2 separate regions of the Gossypium hirsutum genome follow, and region 1 is linked to region 2. The links are chromatin contacts, called in public Hi-C maps. All regions are on one chromosome and are shown on one strand. Each heading gives the region's core, a stretch centred on a gene start, on an enhancer-like site or on the middle of the called end of the contact. The rest is flanking DNA. Distances are from core to core; before and after follow the strand shown. Region 1 holds the start of LOC121228204 (peptidyl-prolyl cis-trans isomerase FKBP19, chloroplastic). Region 2 holds the start of LOC107898988.

Region 1 (3,226 bases), core at 453-2,952, 140 kb after region 2:
AATCCCATAATCTTTTCTGTCATTTTGGTGCTGTTTGCAGGTCTCAACCATGCCTGACCAAGCACTCCAAGCCTTTATAGACCACGGCACAGTTTCAAGGACGATTGACGCAAACGTGTCTGAAGCTGAAGGCATCTATAGTGCACTTGAGAAGTTGGGGATTGACTGGGGCAAAGTCGGTTCACAGCTGGAAGACGAGGGAGTGGAGTCTTTCAAGAAGAGCTTTGACAGCCTTCTCGACACATTGCAAGAGAAGGCAAACACTCTTAAATTTGTGATTTCTTAGATTTGCTGTCACTGCAAACACAATAAAAACAAGCGGGTGTTGGTTCCTGCTGTAAAAGAAAGTTGGTGAGCGAGCGTTATGTGAGACGTTGAATATTATGTAATATGAAGCAGCGAGTGTTTGTTTAATGGAACTTTTGTTTTGTGCTTTGTTTTATGGCTCCTGCTGATCAATGTAGTTGCAGATGTGGTTCTAAAGCAACAGGAAACCTTAAAAAGGATAAGGTAATAGAAATCTTGGGTGTGAAAATCAATCGCAATCAAACTTGCCAAAATATTTGTGATATTTTGGTCAACTCCTATCGTTTATGGTCAAATGTTTTTCTTTTCCTTGGTGAAGTTTTTCCAAAAAGAAAAAAGAAAAAAAGAATAAATGGAGAATATGTTACCGTACTATTTTTGTTTTTGTTTATTCCAATGGTTGACCTATATAAAAATTATTTTCTTTTTTGGTATTTTGAAAATTTAATTATAAAAATGGGTTAATTTTACTGACATCATTTTTATAACCAAGTGAGTTGTTTTGTTAGTATACTTATTAGTTTAGACGTTATAGACGTTAACTGTGAGCTCAAAATTGATGCAAAATATATTTAAAACTTGAAATTCGCGAATCCAGTTATAAACACTTGTACTTAATCATGTGGGTAACTTAAATTTGGCTTGTTAAGAAAATAATTTTTTTAAGGTTAATTTTTCGTCCGTTTTTTCATATATTAAATTCAAATTATTCATGTAGATATTAACATGTTTATAATTTAATTTATGTGTTTTAAATATACTTCTAATCAAATATAAACTATTATTTAATATTTAGGGTGAATTTGAATGAGTAGTGCGTTTAGTAGTTGTTAGTGTAAAAACATTAATAGTGGTGAGATTAAATATTATAGCGTGAGATCAAAAGTAAGCTAAACGAACTGCACCGCCTATTCAAACCTACCTTTAAATTGACAATTAAGTTGATGGAAAGACTTGATAAAATATAATTTTGATATTTTAAGGACTCAACTAGAATCATTTGAAGTTTAAGACCAATTTAGCATAGATGATAATGAGTAAAAGAATTCCACAAATGAATTTAAAATTAGGGGTGAATTGAATTGAATTTGGTTGAAATTTTTAATTTTTTTTAAACCGTTTATGATAATTCGCTTCGATTCTTGATGTTTATAATAAATTTAGGATTTAGATTTTTTTTAAAAAATCAATAACTTTTATATAACATTTTTAAAAAAATATTATATTTTTAATGTGGATAACCATGATATTTTAATTTGGATTTTATAAATGTTGTTTGATTTTCGATTTTGATGGCCGAAAAAAAAAAAGAACCTGACAGCATGCTAAAACAATTTGAAACCGGTGGCGGCCCAGCCCAGTGTCCCATAAAATCCAAAGGATAAATATTATGAGAGCGGGCATACAGCCGTAGAAGGAATGTCACAAAAAGCTGAGGCCGTTATCTTCCCGCGTACAAAGTAGACGCACTTTCTTTCTTTCTCCGTCAAAGTCTCACCGCCTTTTCTTTCCTGCTTTCGTCACGGAATTGAATACTTAGTTTGATGGCGTCGATTTCAGCAACTGGATTTCTGCCCCAATCCCTTACCTTATCCTCTGCAACTGCAAGAGCTTCTACTAGGGTACGTCATCTCCTCCCTCAATTTCCTCGTAATTAATTTCTTCTATTGACCACCCAATCCAACCCCAACCGTAATGTATCTTCTTTGATTTCAGAGACCAATAGCATGCCTTTCTGCGCAACTCCAGCAGCAGCAGCCACCATCTCAGCGGATCGAGCGAAGGAAAATTATGGTAATTGGAGCGGTTGGATTAGTCGCTCCTGCTCTCTGGGATTCTTCCAACGGAGAAATTGAGATGGCAATGGCTGCCTCTTCTGGATTTACTGATAGTACTTTTCTTTTTCTTTTAGCTTAGGGATTCATTCCATTTTATTTTTAATTTTATGCATTTCATTTGCTAATCCAAATTGTTGGAATTTGGAGCACAGTGCCAGCACTTAGGGGAAAGGATTATGGGAAGACCAAAATGCGGTATCCAGATTACACTGAAACAGTATCAGGTCTTCAGTACAAGGTCATTTTGCTACGGAAACAATCCCATTCAATGTTAATTTTAGTTTTTAATTGGTGTATATGTTCTTATCTTGATAAAAATTCCAATGAGAATGTAGGACTTGCGGGTCGGGAATGGCCCTACACCGAAGATGGGAGATACAGTAGTGGTAAGCATCAATTTTCAAATGTTTATGTCAAAACTTAATACCTTCAAATTTAGTGCGCAACTATTATTGTTTTTGTTATTTTTGCCTAAGCTATTTCAAGCAGTTTATGGGCTACGAACTATATACTGTAGGTTGATTGGGATGGTTACACTATAGGGTATTATGGCCGCATATTTGAAGCTCGAAACAAGACCAAAGGCGGTTCCTTTGTTGTACATAACGCTTCCCGTCCTAATTCTGCATGTCATTTTAAATTAGTTGATTATTTCATGATATTATCTGGGTTTAAAACATGCAGGGAGATGACAAAGACTTCTTCAAATTTAGACTTGAATCCCAAGAAGTGAGTAGTTGGTTTTGCTGAATCAGATAATAGTGTTCTCCATACAACTCATGAATGTTAAAGATAATATAGTTCTAACTCACCTTTTTCTTGTTTTTGTGATCTAAGCTAATAATTTAGTTTTAAGGATTTATGATTGTCTAAGGTCTCTCAATTAGTACTTTTTCTTCCTTTTTAAATTTATAAGCCACATCCAAAGTACAATATTATATTGAGATACAAATATAAAGATGAAACCTTCAAAATAAGATTTTCTCCTTATCAATTATTCAGGTGATTCCAGCATTCGAAGAAGCAATTACAGGAATGGCTCTGGGTGGTGTTAGAAGGTGCTTGTTCTGCTTTTCTAATGC
Region 2 (3,380 bases), core at 157-2,656:
CAAGACAGAATTTAAACCTCCAAAATTTTATTTAAATTATGAATTTCATTATTTAAATTTTTTCCATATAGTAAAAAACTCAAATAGAAGAAAGAATGAAGAAAGGGAGAGGAAGAGAAGGGAAAATAAAGAAAATAAAAGGGGAAGTTAAAGGAAAATAAAAGAAAAATAATTAAATTTTTCAAAAAGAAAAAAAGTATAGGGATTAGTTATGGAATTTGGCCTAAAAATATTATTTGAAATGTGATATAACATTAGAGGTGTCCATGGCTTGGGCCGGGTCCAATGAAAAAATTGGGCCCATTTGCTAGGCCCAACCTATAAATGGGCCTAAAATTTGCCCATGCTTGGCCCGAATAAAAATGTTGAAACTTGAGCCAGGCCCAGCCGTATTATTTTTATATTATTTTTTATATAATTTTTAAAAAACATAATACATCAAAAATACTAAAAATATTAAAATAAATGTTTCTCGAAAAATTGAAAATAAATTAAAAATCAATATGTACATTTAAATAACACTAAGATATGTGCAACTTAATAAGCAAATACCTCTAAAATAGTAACAAAAATAATAATAAAACAAAAGTTATACAATATACAAACAATAACAACAAAATAGTAGCAACATAGCAGTGAAATGGTAGCAAAATAGTAAAAAAAATAGCAAAAAACGTAATTACAAAAACAACAAGAACATAAAAAAAAGTAGTAATTTTTTTTGTATATTGGGGCCGGGCTAGGATCGAGCTAAAAAAGCCTTATATGAGGCCCAACCCGTTTTCTAAACAAGCATGATTTTTTACACAAGCCCATTTTTCAGGCCTATATTTTTACTCAAACCCTTCTACTTTTCGAGCGAGCTGGGTGGCCCCGCCCATAAACAAATTTATATAACATATGCCATGTTAACTTGTCATTAAACTATTAATGGCAATTAATGATTTAATAATTAAAATATAATAAATAACATTAATGATTATATTATAATTTTTAAAATTTGATGATAAAATGTAATTTAAACTATTAAATTTATTGTTTACCCTAATAATTATTAGGAATAGCAACTCTCATCCTCATTATCCTCCTTAAATTTGAAACAAATACTTCAGTAAGAAGGAATTTAAGATTTCAAAAGATTTTTTTTTTGAAAAATATTTTTAGTATAATTTATTTAATATCTTAATAAAAAATAATTTGAGAAATTGTGACAAATTATATACTACAATTGGTTCACCATTTCAAAATTTAACACTAGAGATAATGATAGATGGAAATAGAGTTGAAGTGCCAAAATGGATATTTTCAAAATAGAAGTGGCACATTAAAAGATTTGTTAAATTATAAGAGCCAAAAACGGAATTATCCCAAATCTTGTTTCTTAAAATTGGGCTCATTATTTTTTGTGGGTGTTAGCAGGGGTGGGGTTTACAGGGGTTTTAGGCCCAGTTTGGAAAATAGGGTAAGAAGTGAGGAAGAGAGCAAGAGGAGCAGCGACCGGCGAGAGAGATGGCAGGAGCGTTTTGGGGAACAAGAGTGATGGAGATAGTGAAGAAGCACGACTCTGGTGGTCTCGTTTGGAAGAGAATTAAGCTCACTTCCACCCGCAAAGCCAACGCCAAGAAGCGTCTCCATCGCGTTTGGCAGGTCCTTATATCCTTCTCTCCTTTTTTTTTCTTTTTTTTTTAATGCCCCAACCTTTCTTCTTCTGGGGTTTTTGTCTTGCGGCTTCATGCTTTATGCTCTCAATTGTTTCACTTAGGTTTTGGGAAGTAGTTAGAATTATAGGGAAAATATGAACTGTGGAAGAAGGTTGTGAACAAGTTCAAGTTAACATTTGATAGTTTATTACATTTAGAGATTAGTTGCAAATTTCGTACCCACAATTAATAGCACAGTCAACCATACATGCTCAAGATAGCTTATAGACTTCAACTTCATTTGGTATAATGTCCTGTTAGTTTAGATTTCATCTTAGGATTATTTACTATTCATGATAAATGTTTTCCTCTTTGCTTTGCGTGTGTGTGTGTGTCCCTTTCCTGTAGCTCTTACAAAACGGTTCTTCCATTTTATGGCCACTGGCATGTGTCTGCTGAAGTTCCGTATGTGCTGTTTTTAAAGGGGTTTTAGTGGTAGCCTCGCATTAGATTGTGTATAATCAGTGAACTCGAGTTCAGTGGTTTAGAACTATGCAATATGTTATCTGGATTCTGGGTCGGTGTTAGATGCGGGTATGTGCAACTTCAAATATTTTTCTGTGTTTGGAAGATCATACCATCATATCAATGTCCAAATATGTGCCAGATACAATTGTATGATACGGATACTTTAAAGAAAATTAAGAGTCCAGTTAACAGAGCTGAGCACACAGAAAGGGTTAGTTTAATCTTGAGTCTGAAGAGGGGATAGTACAGGATTCAGGCGACCTGGACATTTTTACTTTCTATCTAATGACTTGGTTGGCCAATTGACTGCTGTCATTCTACTTGGTCAAGTTGTAGTTTAAATTTCTCACATTAGGTTGTCTACTTACCATGATTTTATAGTCATGGTGGCACTTGGATAAGAGAATCATCATATATTGTCTTTCGGCCTTTCATTTGCTTGGATCTAAAGACTCCTTGAGTTTTTATCGTCTGCTAAAGGGAAATTATTTAATTACAACCATGTAATATTCTGAGAAAAACATTATTTTAGTAATTGACCACTTTTGTAGTGGCCTATGGATGATGGATTCAAATCCCTATTTCATGTTTGCTATTTGTGAAATAGAGTTATGACTTAAACCATTATATGAAAGAAACCTAACATTTCTTTTATTTAGCATTGCCACTGGTGGAACTTAGCCTGCCTATATACCAGTTTTTCTTGCCACGAGGTCAGTTTTGTCAAAGGGTGGATGGGGCTCTCTAGGCTTTAGATCTCTTATATTGCCTTAGGCACAAAATGAAGCGCTTGCCTGATTGAAGTCATATTTAAATATATACACATATATTTATGAATACATATTTGTATGCATAAAGTAAGCTTAAATATATAGTCATATATATTGCAATATTTGTGTATAAATAAAATAAGCTTATATATAGTTATGATTTGCCCACCTCATCCCTTAACCATGTGGGCGGGGGTTCGATCCCCCCTCATGAGAATGGAGCACATTTCATGACCAACCGTTTACCGCTTTGGAGTGCACCTGTAGCAAGGGGATTAGTCACTGTTGGTGCCAGCGGTGGATACCCTAGTTATGATCAAATATATATATAGTTATGATTATAAATTCTAAAGAGTGGTCAAGTTTATTTACAAAACATGCAATTTTTTAGTTGGCCAATATGCTTGATTTCTTACTGTTCTGATATTGTTGAATTCTCACA

Evidence for each region. Hi-C and Micro-C count contacts between places; a contact is called where the count stands out from the background.
Region 1: a contact with region 2 is called in a Hi-C map of leaf, with 3 times the contacts expected there. The contact joins the promoter of LOC121228204 here to the promoter of LOC107898988 in region 2. A contact is called at or near these places in 2 of 34 Hi-C or Micro-C datasets (both in leaf).

Annotation. Positions count from the first base shown.
Region 1 is chrA04:81,122,009-81,125,234 of Gossypium_hirsutum_v2.1, forward strand. LOC121228204 (peptidyl-prolyl cis-trans isomerase FKBP19, chloroplastic) reads left to right here and starts at 1,703. Exons shown (of 9, transcript XM_041111483.1): 1 at 1,703-1,928; 2 at 2,023-2,197; 3 at 2,297-2,382; 4 at 2,480-2,530; 5 at 2,829-2,873; 6 at 3,147-3,202. The coding sequence starts at 1,851. LOC107898983 (transaldolase) reads left to right here. Exons shown (of 7, transcript XM_016824572.2): 7 at 41-435. The coding sequence ends at 286.
Region 2 is chrA04:80,983,672-80,987,051 of Gossypium_hirsutum_v2.1, forward strand. It overlaps LOC107898988, which reads left to right and starts at 1,407. Exons shown (of 2, transcript XM_016824577.2): 1 at 1,407-1,647. The coding sequence starts at 1,510.